Regions from separate parts of the Danio rerio genome. Here region 1 is linked to region 2. A link is a contact called in public Hi-C data. All regions are on one chromosome and are shown on one strand. The core of a region is the stretch at or near the end of the contact, and the rest is flanking DNA. Distances in the headings are between cores, read along the strand shown.

Region 1 (7,495 bases), core at 2,057-4,556, 70 kb before region 2:
GAAGTTATTATTTGTTGTTCTTACAACTGAGATCAACGACAAGACTTGTCAGATAGTGTATTGAACTGTGAAAGTCATACTGAAAATTATATTGAGTATTGTGCCGGGTTTCTCCATAAGGACAAACTGAGATGTCATTTCAAACTTATCTAAGTTTTTTAAACTAATCTAACTACTAATATTTTCTCCAAAAATGTACAGGAAACATGTCTAACCTATCACCATCAGTTTGCAGAAAGGGATGTTTGTGTTATGAAGCATATGACTTGTTGTATAATAAATGACTCATGAACCATATGACTAGTGTCCCTTGAGAAAAAGGGTGGGAACCACTGACTTAGAGGAGCTTGACAGCTTAGGTCATCACTGTACTTTCAGTCTGAGGCAGTAATAGAACTCCAGACTCTGAACAAGATTAGAAAGCATTCACAGAACACACATTCAAACCTTAAAAAACACTGCACACAGAACCAGAAATAAAAGCACTATTTTTGACTTGACTTCATCTGAAGACATGATGCTCATGATGTTAGACATAAAAAAAAAGAAAGAAACCCGATGCATTGATGCTTTTGTATGTAATGCCGAGAGTACCAGTTCCTGCTGGTGATATTTATCGTTTGAAGAAGGAAAGAAAACTTTACTTATCTGCACTTCAGACTAGATGAATAGATTCAGCTTCTTCACAGTGCCTTTCAGAATTGCTGTTCCCTTTCACATATTTTACATTTCTCATTATAAACTGTATCAAGGCTCTGTGAAAGCCTAAAAGGATTGGTGGGAATGCTGAATAGCGCCTTGTTGTGTTGGGACAGGAGGTGGGGTGGTGCGACAGTGTCGGAGATCCCTGTGCCTCTGTGTTTGGGATTAAGGGTATAATGGAGCGCTCAGAGAATGAGAAAATAGATTGGCATGGTGTCGAGGGCCAGACAATTGGGAGGGAATGAAGCAGTGGTTTCTTCAGGAGGCCTGCACGGTGAATAGTAATCCTGCTTTTGGAAGGAATTGCCCTGGGAAAGCCGAAATATGAGACAGCTATTTCACATTCACGCAGTGGAGCGTTGACATTTCAGTGTTACTGTTTATAGATGATTGTATAAAGCGTTATGTAGATGCGCAGCAGGTTGTAGCTCACAATGGCGTCCAGTAGAGGGCAGCAGCTTCTTTTTTTCCCCACCCGTGCAGCATGGTACCATGGCGACAATGAAGAACATCAATAATTCTCTTTACACTGCTGCATAATCATGGTTTATGCACAAAACACAACTAAATCCGGAAAAGTCCTTTACTGCCTTGAACGAGCGAGCTTGTGGTTGCACGACAGCTGCTAGAACGGATACATCAGCCATGTTTGCTGTGTTCCTACCAGAGCCCTGCTTGTCATCCTTGCGCTGGTGATTTATGAATGGTTTGTAATTACAGGCAGATCACTAACTGATACTCCCAAAAGAGCAGCAAAAATGACTGGGTTTCCTCTGCTTTTAGAAATGACTACAGAAAAACACAAAATTTTTGCTGAATGCATTACTGTGGACTTAATTTTATCTTAAGAATGCACAATTTATTATTTGTTTGTATGTGGTGATGTTAAAATCTCACCTAGGCTGGATTTATTTGGTCAAGAATGTTCTAAAAAAAGTGACATTTTCTAATATAATTGCAATTTCCAGTCACCATTTACAATTTTGTCATAAAATGGAATTATCTGTATGGTGGAATGTCACTGATACAACAAATTATTGTTTAATAAATCAAAAGGAACACAGTGTGCTAGGGCTGGACGATATTGCAAAATAAATAAATAAATAAAATATCACGATATCATGGTTCATATCATTCGATATAAATAATTATTGAATATTTTTTTAACAATCCATTGACGAATATTAGGATTTTTGTTTATTTATTTAACAACTTTATTATAATTTACCAACATTACTAAGGCAAATAGTTTAAATAGTCAAAAACAAAAATATATTTACTAAGGCAAATGGTTTTAATAGTCAAGAAAAAAAATATTGTAGTCAAAAATTGTAATATATTTACTAAGACAAGTTTTAATAGTCAAAAGCAAAAATATTAAAGTCAAAAACAAAATATATTTACTAAGGCAAATAGTTTTAATAGTCAAAAACAGAAAATATATTTACTAAGGCAAATAGTTTTAATAGTCAAAAACAGAAATATTATAGACAAAAATCTAAATATATTTACTAAGGCAAATAGTTTTAATAGTCAAAAACAAAAATATTATAGTCAAAATATCGACAAAACTTGGCAATGGTGTTCGGCCAATAAATATCAATACAGATTTTATGCCAAGCCCTAACTAGGGCTGCACAATATATCATTTTAACATCAATACCGTAATGTGATCATTCACAACAGTCACCTTGCAAGTAAACGCAATGTTGAGTCTGGATTATAATTGATCATTTCCACGTGTTTTTGAGGTCTTTGTCTGTATGAGGATTTTATTTTAGCATTCAGGTATAATAAATTGTACTGCGTGTAACTTTAATATCGATGGAAAGTTTAAATTATTTACACAACGAAAACTATAGGGCGTTATTTTACATTTGATTATTCAATTGCTGTATACTGTGGAAAAAAATAAAACGCTGTTTATATCAGTTGTAACTTTTCCTTTATTGTATTTATGTATGTTTTTATCCATCCAATCCTAATCTAACCTAATATTGTTAATTCTTTCTAAATGGAGACAGTCAAGTCATCTGGTGAAATTGGATTCTTATCGCAATATATGGTGCAGAAAAGCAAGATATTGCAATGTTCCATTTTTTTCAATATTGTGCAGCCCTACTGTGTACATCTATTCAGGTTATAAAATTTCTAGTTTTTATCAGCGTTGGTCAGATTATTATTTTTTTATCTCAGTGAAGTCTCTTAATTTTTCAGTTTGTACTATTTTTGATGTGGTGGCCTGTTTAGCTGTACCGCTGAAGCTTCATTTTCCACAGTGCTTACATTGAGCAATAATTGCTCACGTGGCTTTGACACTTTTTGCCTGTAGTGTCATTCATTGATTTCATTTCTGTTGCACTGTTGTAAATTGGTCATGTGACATTGCTTTTAGCAATATGTGGTTTAGATTTTCCTAAATTTCCTTTGTGTTCGTGTGTGTACTGTATCTGTGTTGTTTCCTGCACGACTTGTGTTGCATGACATTTAACTATTGTGGTTTGAACCTCCGGAGGTGACTTTGCTTTTGACGTCTTAATTGTGTTGTTGGATACGGTGGCCAATTGTCTGTTGGTTCATGCTTGCACACAATGGAGGGCTTGTCTGCTGAAGCCTTTCATGACTGTTGCTCAGCTCTGTGCCACAGCCGTGTGGTAACTGGCACCGTCCACTTACCAAAGCCAGACAAAAGCACCACTTGGGTTTAATTACAGATATGTCTTAAGTTCAACGGCTGCTGAAAAAGCACAGCTCTGAAATCTGTGTATAGACAACACGTGTATGTACTGCTAATGTTTTGAGAGAATAGTTTCCAAAAGCACCCCTCCCTGCTGGTCAACGTGCGCGGGCAGTGGCCGTGTTTTTAGTGTGCCAATGTCCCTTCCCCCATTTTCTGCTCCAGGCTCATATAGCTACTCGGTATACTTTGTGGATATATGACCCCTCGACCTAGAGCTTTCGTTGGGTCAGCCTGTGCCAGGAAATGTGCTCAATGCCCAGCATTCGGCACGGTCTATCATGCTGCCCTTTATAATGTGAGCTTGCTTGTCCCAAATTGGTTTCACTGGCTCCTGATTTAGAATATTAAAGTATTTTACAGGTACGTGCAGCATGACATTGTTGGATTTCTTATAGCTGGGACTGCATTATTATCTATATTGCCCATCATCTGATGTTGTTTATATAAGGGTAATGGGTATGCATTTGTGCATGGCTATCAGTGCATTTCACAGGTATTAAATATACCCACTGTGGTAACCGGATTGAAACACACATAAATTATACATATTATACATAAAAAAAACTACATGCAACAAACAAAACAACTATATTTTGATTTATTTTGACATTTTATACACCTTTTCTTTCAATGGGTTATAGTTAATAAAAAAGGCTTTTGAGAAATTCACTATGGCTCTTACTTGTATGCTACTTAGGAGCCATGTGCACCCACTGACAGGTAAAGGCTGCTCTCTTTCACTAAAGTTGCTTTATTGACATGACATATGGTACAGTATTGCCAAAGCATTTTAGATATGTAGAAACTATGCAATATACTAGGATAAATTAATAAAATATACAGCAAATGAGAAATAAATAAAAAAAAATTATTATTTAAATAAGGTAAATTAGTTGATTAGCCATTTCTAATTGTGTACAAATATTTTGCAGCCAGTGTGTTGTTCTTTCCGAGTATATAGTAAAGTTTAGTTATTTATTAATTGATTAATCATTTAATGTTTCTCTCGCGTCTGTGCGCACGCAGTCAGTGTGAGTGTTGGTGGTTCTCGCACACAGAACCAGCAGTAGGAAACGTGCAGAGTGAGAGAACATTTTTCCACTGGTTAATCATTAGCAATTGTTTGGCTTTTTTGTGCAAATACAAAAAAAAAAAAAGATGATTATAACTGTATTATTCATGTGTCACCACCAAATATATTTCGGCAGCCGTTAATATACCTGGATGGCCTTCCCAATTAAAGTCTATGTGTGGGAAACACTGACTAATTCTCAATTTCATTTGATTCAGATTATAAAATCTGCATTTTAAAATTTATAAAATCTGTTTTGTTGACAAAGTGTTGCTCATCATGTGAAGCATGTCTGCCGTATAATAACTATAAATATATAATAAGCTTTCTTTAATTCAACAGTAAGGAAACTTATATTTTGTTTTATTATGAATTAAAAGAATGAATATCTTTTTGGTTGTCTTTAAGACATTCTGACAAATCGGCACACATATACCAATTTATTGAATTTTTTTTTTGCTGTTTGTAAAATATATATGTTGACGTTACTAAAATATATAAGCTTGTAGGGATGTGGAAATAACACCGTCAATACAATAGTTAAGATTTACTACAATAAAGTCATTCAATGTCTAATTTAAATTCAATCCCTTATTTTGCTGAGAAAGCAAAAGTTATCATTTTAATACAGTTATCCATAGATCACACTTTAAAAGTATTATTTAAAAAAAGTGATTTTGGTTTTTGGCCCAGAAATATTATTTGAGCACATAACTGATTTTGATGCTGTGATGCTGATATAGCCAGCATTGTAAAATATTTATTTTAGCTTTTTATTTATTAATGCAAAACATTTTATCTATGCAAAAATTTTAATATGTTAGTAAATCTGTTATCATTAAATGGGGTATGTGCACACAGACTTTAAGTTTCTGTCAGCCAGCCTCAGGGCTTCCGGTAAATTGTCATCCCATACAAAATTGCTTTTTTAAAGATCTGATTTTTATAAAAAACTGCATTTATCACTACCTGGCTAAGATGCGATATAAAGTGGGTATCAGACCAAACAAGAAGCACTGCATTAAATACTATTTTTGTGCACCATGTCTTTAAAATATGGAAATTAATTTTACATCAGTATTTTCAATGGAGTTGTTACTCTAGCCTGCTATTGACGGTGCCTGTGTTTAAACAGTCTTTTGTCTCTTTTTACGCTTTAACAACCAAATGGATACTTAAGTCTATTTAACCGATTATATTTGAATTGCATTACAACATTAATGCTGTAAAAGGAACCTTATGAAATCAAAAATATTCACATAGTTCATCATTGGCTGAAAAATATATTCATATAGCCTATTTTTAGTAATTATCAGTCATAATTTGAATATTGTGGATTTCTGCTTTTTAGGGTTAAAACCACTCTATCCTGAAAGAAACCTGGTCATACTAATTAGGTTAACTGTCCAAACTGTGCAAGTCTGTCAGTTAGAAACCAAGATGGTCTTAAAAGTCCAACTTGGGGGTGTGTTTCCCAAACAATGTTCTTTTTGGGAAAAGACTGATGTAATGATGAGTGTTTCCCAAAACCATAGCTGCTTTGTCACCCATCCATTGTTTGAACCACATTAGTTATAATGTAAAATGTTCATAATGACGCTTTAAACGGGTGGGAGTAACTACTTTAGAGAAAAACCCCATAATTATTTGTGCAAATTATATTGTTTTACACACACATGCATTTAAAAAAAGTTCAAAAAAGTCTTGATTAAAAACATGCACTCGTTTTCCATATTAAGTAAAATATATGTAATCCGCACATATAGGGCTTTTGTTTCCTATAGGTTACAAATATCATTGAGAATATGCCATATTCTATCTAAAACATAAAATCACTTTGTAACACGTATTCTAATCCCATATTTAAATCATACAAATTGTTAATGGCTGTAATTTACTGTCGGCTATTTATTAAGAAATGAAAAAATCCTACTTAATAATAATAATAATAATTATTATTATTTTATTAATATTAAGTAGGATCTTGTTTATTTATTACAATTTTACACATTCAAGTCACTGCAGAAATGTTCTAACCAACAGACCCATGTCATAGGCCTACAGTACAGATACATTTCTTAATCAATAACCAACTATAAATTAAAACCATTAACGTATGCTGTATATTTGTTTTTACAAGGTTTGGAGACGTAAAGTAAATTCTGTTTTTAAATAATAGGTCACCTATGGCTTTCATCATGAGCCACGGCTGCGTTCAAAATGGCATAAATGTTTTCAAAGTGGGCTGTGACGGAGCGCAATTCTAAGCATAAAGATCGCCAACACTGACCTGTACAAATAGTTTGAAACCAAATTACACCTAAGAGAGATGACTTTATTGTTTTTTTTTAATCATTCCAAATTTAAATCTCGGAAAGTTCTAAATGAATAGGGCATAGGGCGATAACTGGAAATTGAACACAACCAGGAACTATGCTTCTAACTACAGCTTAAGAGGTGTAGTTGCAAGCGTACAAGTTTGCGACACAGTTTGCAAATGTTCGTTGAAACTATGGATTAAGGAAACACCAAATCAACAAACTATGTTTGTAATACCACAACTTGCAGAAATGCACACCTGGCTGGTAAACCAGTGGATCAACCAGATAAAAAACTTCACACATGGCATGTAAAACCAACCAGCTAATAATAAAAAAAAACTTTTCTTTCATTTTAAATGTTATCACCAGGATCCATCAATCATGTTGTACTTTTCAAATATGTGGTCTCAACCCCATCTCAAGCTATTTGAGTTACCATCCATTCCACAGCCTATTATTATGTACCCTCTGTGTCTCTAGCAATCCATCTTCAAATATTTTAGTTGTTTATATTGCCTGTGGAGAAAGTCAAATGCTCTTACCCCTCAGCTGGCCCACATGACACATTTATTCCTGAGCTATTAGGCAGCCTGGAGCAGAGAGAGAGCAAGCCTTTAACCCACAGGTCAAATGGGCCAGTATGGCTCCTGTCACTGTTCA
Region 2 (7,587 bases), core at 1,145-3,644:
AATCCCAATTAACTAGCACAACTGTGTTCATAACTGTATTCAATAAGCCAGCATTTCTAATACAACTGCAGTTTTAGGTTTTTGGATGTATTTGATTATTTTCAGTTGCCAAAATACCATTGTGTGCCTCAAAATTATTGATTTTTCTTTTATGTCTAAATCTTTAGGATAGTATGCAACAACATTCTGTAAAGATACTTTATGATACGCATACTCTAAATACATCTAACCACATTTTTTGATTACTAATGTTCATTGCTAAGCACTTTATTTAAACAAATTTAAAGGCGTTTCTCTCTCAGTATTTAGATTTTTTTTTAACCGTCAGATTTGGTATTTTCAATAGTTGCATATCAGTATTTTGTACTGTCCAAACAAACTATACATGAACAGAAGGCTTAATTATTCAGCTTTCCCGTGATGTATAAATCTCAATATATACAAAATAAAATGACACTTATGGTCTGTTTTGTTCTACTGGGTAGCACAGTTGCACTAGAAATTATATATATATATAATATTTTCTTCTCAGAATTCCACTAAAAAGTTTAAATGAAATATTTTGTAACATTATAGGTCTAATTAATATCACGTTTAATCTATTTATAACATCCAAATAAAATTATACTTCAAACAAGGTTTTACTGACCCTCAGCTTTAGAACTACAACACGGAAGCCAACTTGTGAAGAAGTCTTGTGTAATTTAGCTCATATGAAACCCTATGTCAACGATAATTTTATCAACTAGCACACAAACTAACTGATACTGCACTTAAAATGTGTATCATTTTATTAAATAATTTATATCAAAACGATGAAACACCAATACAATAATACATGAGTCAGTTATTTTATAAATCTTGGATCCGGGACCCAAATTGCAGACAAACACACGGTGAAGAATCAGTCAGAGAGGATAAGAGAAGCTTCTGATCTAAGTGCCGACATTTGGGGTGTTTTCATGCAAACTCTGCAGGGCGAGATCTGACCACTTCATCTCTTGCTCTTTGACGGACTCTGTCGACCCACCATTGTCCTGCTCAGCTTCAGGAAGTTCACTCTGTCAGGAGAAAAAAACAAAATTGTCCAATGGGCTTCTACGCAATTTAAACACAGTAACGTTAAAGATATGCTCAAATAGTTTAGGGATTCTTGTGTGGAAATGTAACGTAAATGATGACAAACTATTTTTAAAACTGTATTTGATGTGCATAACGTTATCTCACTGTACACTGCCTTTCATTTATGTTCATTTTACCTTGGGCGTGCGCAAATCGAACTGCACACATCAAAACTCTACATTTATACTATTTCTTACCAGTGGGATCGTCACATCCTCGTATGGCAGTCTGTCCTCTCTCCAGGCATCATCTGTTAGATCAAGAACTCGTCCGTCTCTCTGCACTTCACTGTCCATGATTCGCTTACACGGCAACACACAGTCGACAGATCAAACGACGCAGAAACGCTGTACAGTAAGTTATGTTATGTTTGTTATTACGAAAGCTCCAAAATCATCTGTGTAAGTTCATACAAACCTGTGTAGTCTAGTTCCCAGCGCTGCCGTTTGTTGTTATGTCGCTTTCTGATGACGACATATCCTATGCATCAGACCTTTTCTGGCATATAAATATCTGGACAACTGTATACTTATTATATTTCTATGTTGTCAGCTATTTTTCGCATTAAACATAGTCGCATTAAATATGGCAAAGCAATGACAATGCACGTTTTTATTAATAATTTGTAAATATAATTTTTTTCTTTTTTTGGAAATATGTTCACTAACGTATAAACGAGAGAATCGTTTATATGTTTTCAGTCAAAAGATGCTTATTAATTACAGATTTGTGTACTTTAAATGCATATTTGAAATATATATTTGAGCAGATGAAAATCGATGCACTTTATAATGTGTGTGTGTGTGTGTATATATATATACACACATAAATATACTAATATATAGTATACTAATAAATATACTAATACACATATATTGTAACCATTGTAAAGACATGTAACGTTATACATGCTATACATTCAAACAATATCACCGTTTTGTAAATGTGTAAAACATATTTACAAGTATTTTTCTTCAGTATACAGAATGCATGTAAAAGCCATGCGCGGAGGTCGGGCAAGTAAAAACGACAATTACGTCAAGACGTCAAAAAATCGCCGAATCGTTACAAGCGGTTGAGTCGAGCTGTTCGAAACAACCGATACACGAAGGGTAGATGTACTAACCGCTCAACTAACGCCATGACCAGATCTCGAATCTGACCAATGAGCTGTGAGCAATCGAGCTCGCGCTGTAAGGAAGTGAGCCGCTATTGGCTGCATTCGACTGTGCTACTGCAGTGACAACAGAGGGTCAGAGGGTTTTTACTTCAGCTGTTTTTCCTCGCTGTTGTGTCTTCAAAAGCACCTTTACAGGTAAGCTGACTGTTACCTGCAATTACAGTATTAGCTTTGACTATTTGTAATCAGAAATCACAGGCTGTGCATTCTTTCTTGATCCTCTTTTGTTTATATTGTCTTAAAAGTACAAAGTTACAGTTTACAATGCTGGGGAAGGTGCAATTGCATGTACCTAAGTTAGTATTCTCCGTGTTTTTCTTTACCAGTATTTTGCTTAGATTATTACAGTACTGTTCACATGATTTTCTCTTCACTCACATTTTATGTCAAGACATTATTTTATCCACATGTCAGTTTTGAGACTTTTTTGTATTTTGTCATGCAGTGTTATTTGTTCAGTTAACAGTTAAAGAAAACATCCAAAATATTTTTGCCGTTTGTCCTTTGTCACACTTTATTTATTTGTGCCTGTAAATTTAATCTTCAATACATATTTGTAAAGACTTTTCTCAAAGGGATTTTTTTCTTGTATTCAGCTAAATATCTCCACTTCAGCAGCACTTATAATATATAGACCTTTACAGTTCTGTCTGTACTCTAAAGAAGTTTTAAAGAGTGACAGGTTAAGCAGATTACCAGATAATTTACCAGATTCCAAACATTTTATTGTACAAAAAACGTAAAAAGTATTTTATGGCATTTTGCAGTGTTTTCTGAAATATGGAGCGATAAAAAGAGATCTTCAAATCCCTCCGTAAAAATATGTAAAAAATGTAACATCTTTTGAAGCTCTCTTCTTTTAATGTTCATATTTTTGTAATAGAAGTGTATGCATATTTAATTACAAATATTTTTTATTCATACCTTAATCAGTCAAGTGGAAAAGTATGGTGATAATTATTACTGGCTGCTTTTTTTTAACTCTATTCATTCACCTGCCGTGTCCTGCCTCAGTAATACTTCTGTTCTATCTGTCCTCTTAGGGTGAAAGATGGACCTTGTGCTGAACGTTGCAGATCATTACTTCTTTACTCCATATGTATATCCATCATCATGGCCAGAAGACAATCCTCTGCGCCAAATCATCGGTCTGATGGTGGTCACCAACCTGGGTGCTGCAATTTTATACCTGGGCCTGGGTGCTTTGAGCTACTTTTTTGTTTTCGACCACAAATTAAAAGACCACCCTCAATTTTTGGAGGTTTGTTAGCAGTATAGTTTAGAATCAGGAGTAAAGTGATTATATTATATAATATATTATTTATATTGTTGTTTTTATTAACAGAATCAGGTGCAACGTGAAATAAAGTATGCTTTGTGGTCTCTGCCCTGGATCAGCATACCCACAGTAGCACTGTTCTTCGCAGAGGTCAGAGGATACAGCAAGCTCTATGACAGAGTCGATGATTCTCCTCTTGGTAAGAGATTAGGACTGTGTTCATGAACACTTATCAAAGTTTGTGCTTAGAAAGGATAACTTGAAGGAACCGCTTGCTTTATAAAGGAAGTCATAGTTATTATTTTACATGTTTGGTTCTTTTATAAAGAGAAAGCTGTCTAGAAACCAATAACTTTAATATTAAAACAAAACTGGACGCATTAAAAATGATTGAATGTGAAATGCCTAATATTAGAAAATGCCAGTCTATCAGATGTGCTCTGGATAAATGTGTTACTGTGGGCACACCAATCTCATCCTATTTGTGCTTTTTTTTTGTTCCAGGTTGGTCAGGGCTGATTTTCAGCATGGTCTCTTTCCTGTTTTTCACTGACATGTGCATTTACTGGATTCACAGGTTCCTTCACCACAAGTTGATATATAAGGTATGTGTTATTTATGTCAATGCAGTGCAGTTCAAATATAAGTAAAGACAATGCCTGCATTATTCCTGACATGCTTTTTCAAAATGTTTACAGAATGAATGCAATATAATTTGAAGTTTTAAACCTTTAGACCAACCATTTATCTGAAATTTGTGCAAGCACATAAATTAAAGGTGCATAGGAATCTTTGAACAGTGCTAAAATCTAAAAAAAAAAAAATTAAATTGCATGAATAATAAAACAAAAAGAAACTTCTTACACAATGAGTACATATTAAAAGAAAAGACTAAAATAAACTATAATATATAAATTATTTTATTGTAGTAAATTTTGTAATGTTTTATTTTAAAACTGCAGTTCTTTATTGTTACTTATTTGCTACTATAAAAATATTTTTTGCATTATACTTTTAAATGAATCATTCTTCAATTTAGTTATTTTAGTGCTCCTGGCATTTTATAAGTTGAGTGTTAGGTTTAGTCATTTTAATACCTCAACTTAATATAACAATTTAAGTTCAAACCCAAGTAGTGAATGCTTTTGAATTCACTAGTATTCACTTGATTAATTTGGTAAAATTGTGTGTTTTCTATATATAATAAAATAATTTATTTTTTTATACAAATTTAGCATCCATACAATACGTACATACAGTAATAAAAGTCTTCAACTTGCCTGACTCAAAATACAATCTGCGTGTTAAGTGTGACGTCACACATAGCGGCTTCAGGGTCCGAGTGCTCTATCAAACTGTATGGGGAGACTCAACAAATGGTAATAATAAACGTTTACAAAGCACTGTAATACTTTTGAAAATCCCAATCCCAATATATATAGATCCATGGCTACTATCTGTTGGCCAGAAAGTGATACACTTTTTATAAATTGTTCAAATATTGGTATCTGTAATGCAGCAAGACTGTTGTGTTCACCATAATTTAATGGAAAATTCACTTTGATGTGTGATATGACTAAAAAGTGATCATCATAAAAGAATACTTTCTCAATTTAAATGTGCAGTGGTTTGGATCAGGAAACAGTATTCAAGACTTCATGATTTAACAAGCAGAAATGCTTTCATTTACCAATAAAATTCTTCTTCGCTCTGTACTGTGTAAAAGCTGTTCTTCAATATTTCAATAGATAAAATATCATTTAAATTATATCTAAAAGTAGTATATAATAAAGTTTATATATATATATATATATATATATATATATATATATATATATATATATATATATATATATATATATATATATATTTAATATAATAATATTTAGTTTAACATGTTTGTTTTTCTTTCCAGTATTTCCACAAACCACATCACGTTTGGAAGATTCCCACACCATTCGCCAGCCATGCTTTCCACCCTGTGGACGGATTTCTTCAAGGCCTGCCGTACCACATCTACCCCTTCTTCTTCCCTCTGCACAAGGTTCTGTACTTAATCCTGTACGTGTTTGTCAACATATGGACCATCTCCATCCACGATGGGGACTATCGTGTACCCAACATGATGGAGGAGATCATCAATGGCTCCGCTCACCACACTGACCACCACCTCTTCTTTGACTACAACTACGGCCAGTACTTCACCCTGTGGGACCGTATTGGAGGATCCTACCGCTACCCTTCAGCCTTGATGGGCAAAGGGCCACACGACCAAATTAAAAAACTGATGGCAGAAGGGAAACTGATCACAAACAGCTCAAAGGGCCACACTAACAATAATCAAAAAAATGGTATTCACGTCAAGAAAGAGTAGGTAGGCAGGTTTCAAGGTAGGACTTTTGATCTTAAAGGGATAATTCACCCAAAAATGGAGATTTGCTTGTTTATTCACTCTAAGGCCATCAACGATGCGGGTGTCTTTAACTCCTCAGTAGAACAATAACAATTATTTTTAGCAGAAAATGAATACCAGTTTCTCCTGATGATAATACATTAAGGTCTTACACTCTAATACACTAACTGCGCATAAACGATGTGGGGTGCGTACACTAAAATCCACTCCAATAATAAAATTTAATTAGAAAAAATAAAAAAAACATGGACTGATGCTCTTTAAAATTCGTTTGATTCGATTTTTTTTAAGGTTGAAATCTGAGACCACTTGGATGTGCACTAGGGCTGTGTGAGTAATTTAAATCGAATTGCAATCACAAGTTAAATCACAAGAGGATGAGACATGAAATATATATGTATTATTTAATTTCCCCTATCCAGAGCAAATGCATGACTGCCGTCTGTGTGTGACAGTCCTACTAGTTAATTGAGTGAGCACACTTTGATTCTGCCCAATCAGAATTGCGCAAGCGAACTATGCAGAACGCCCACAATAAAAATAAAAAAAAATCTATCAAATGGGAAAGCTCGGACAAGTGGGATGATAGTGTCTGCCACTTCAGAAGCATTGACAGATAATTTAATATCAAAGACGTCTGTAATATGGGAATATTTTGTTTCAATTACCAAAACAGGTCATTTGTAAGAGCTGTTGTAGAATTTTTGCCGTGGCACAAGGAAATACAACAACCAGCCTCTACAAAAACACCACAAATGGCCATATGTCACCTGAAAGTATTACAAGTGGCACTCAATTTAGTAGCAAGCAAAAACAGCAAAAGTACAATTTCAGAGTTGCTTGTGAATGTTACACCAGGAGATAACTAATGCCATAACTCGCTACTAAAAATTTATACAAATTAATTTCTAAATATTGAAAAAAATTATTTTGATTAAAAAAGTTGGAGTTAGTTAATAACTTTTCTGTTTCTTTTTTTAATGAACACTCACTGCATTTTAGCAGTAAAAAGCTATGATACAGAATATTGAGCTGAAGCTTGACTACAAAATACAAATTAAATAGAAATCGCAATATCTGTAAAAAAAAAAATAGCAGTAAGATTTTTTCCCCAAATCGCACAGCCCTAATGTGCACAATCGCAAAAACCTTTGCAATTTTCACATTTGTATGGGAGGTGATATGCACTTTTTTGCATATGTCTGTTTCTGAATCAATACACCCATTTAAGAAATGATCAAATATACATATACAGCATAACAGTTTCAATAAAACTTAATAAAAAGAGCCTCCTGAACATTATTTCCAACAAAATGGCTTACTATAATTCTCAAAGGGTGGCTCAGTGGTCGCCTCACAGTAAGAAGGTCGCTGATTCAAGTCCTGGCTGGGTCAGTTGGCATTTCTGTGTGGAGTTTGTATGTTCTCCTCGTGTATTCACGTGGGTTTCCCCCACAGTACAAATACATGCGGGTATAGTGAATTGAATTAATTAAATTGGCCGTTGTGAATGGGTGTGATCTTGCCCAGTACTGGGTTGCAGCTCGAAAGGCATCCACTGTGTAAAACATATGCTGGATAACTTTGTGGTTC

What was found. A called contact is a pair of places that touch in the nucleus more often than the background predicts.
Region 1: a Hi-C map of embryo shows a contact between it and region 2, with 1.8 times the contacts expected there. The contact joins the enhancer-like site here to the promoter of sc5d in region 2. A contact is called at or near these places in 4 of 18 Hi-C or Micro-C datasets (caudal fin, embryo and hematopoietic stem cells) and 1 of 4 datasets of contacts at active chromatin or transcription factors (caudal fin).

Annotation. Positions count from the first base shown.
Region 1 is chr21:26,048,157-26,055,651 of GRCz12tu, reverse strand. All of the region lies in intron 5 of arhgap32b (Rho GTPase activating protein 32b), which reads left to right. Among named protein-coding and RNA genes, the nearest start is that of anapc13, 68 kb to the right of the region's middle. Within about 2 kb of position 3,306, at least 11 of the 62 cell types and tissues checked have an H3K27ac peak or open chromatin away from gene starts, as enhancers often do.
Region 2 is chr21:25,977,506-25,985,092 of GRCz12tu, reverse strand. sc5d (sterol-C5-desaturase) reads left to right here and starts at 2,394. Exons shown (of 5, transcript NM_001004630.1): 1 at 2,394-2,437; 2 at 3,346-3,563; 3 at 3,648-3,780; 4 at 4,086-4,186; 5 at 5,497-6,222. The coding sequence starts at 3,354. The coding sequence ends at 5,955. It overlaps anapc13 (anaphase promoting complex subunit 13), which reads right to left and starts at 1,595. Exons shown (of 3, transcript NM_001302786.1): 1 at 1,540-1,595; 2 at 1,320-1,424; 3 at 774-1,061. The coding sequence starts at 1,418. The coding sequence ends at 936.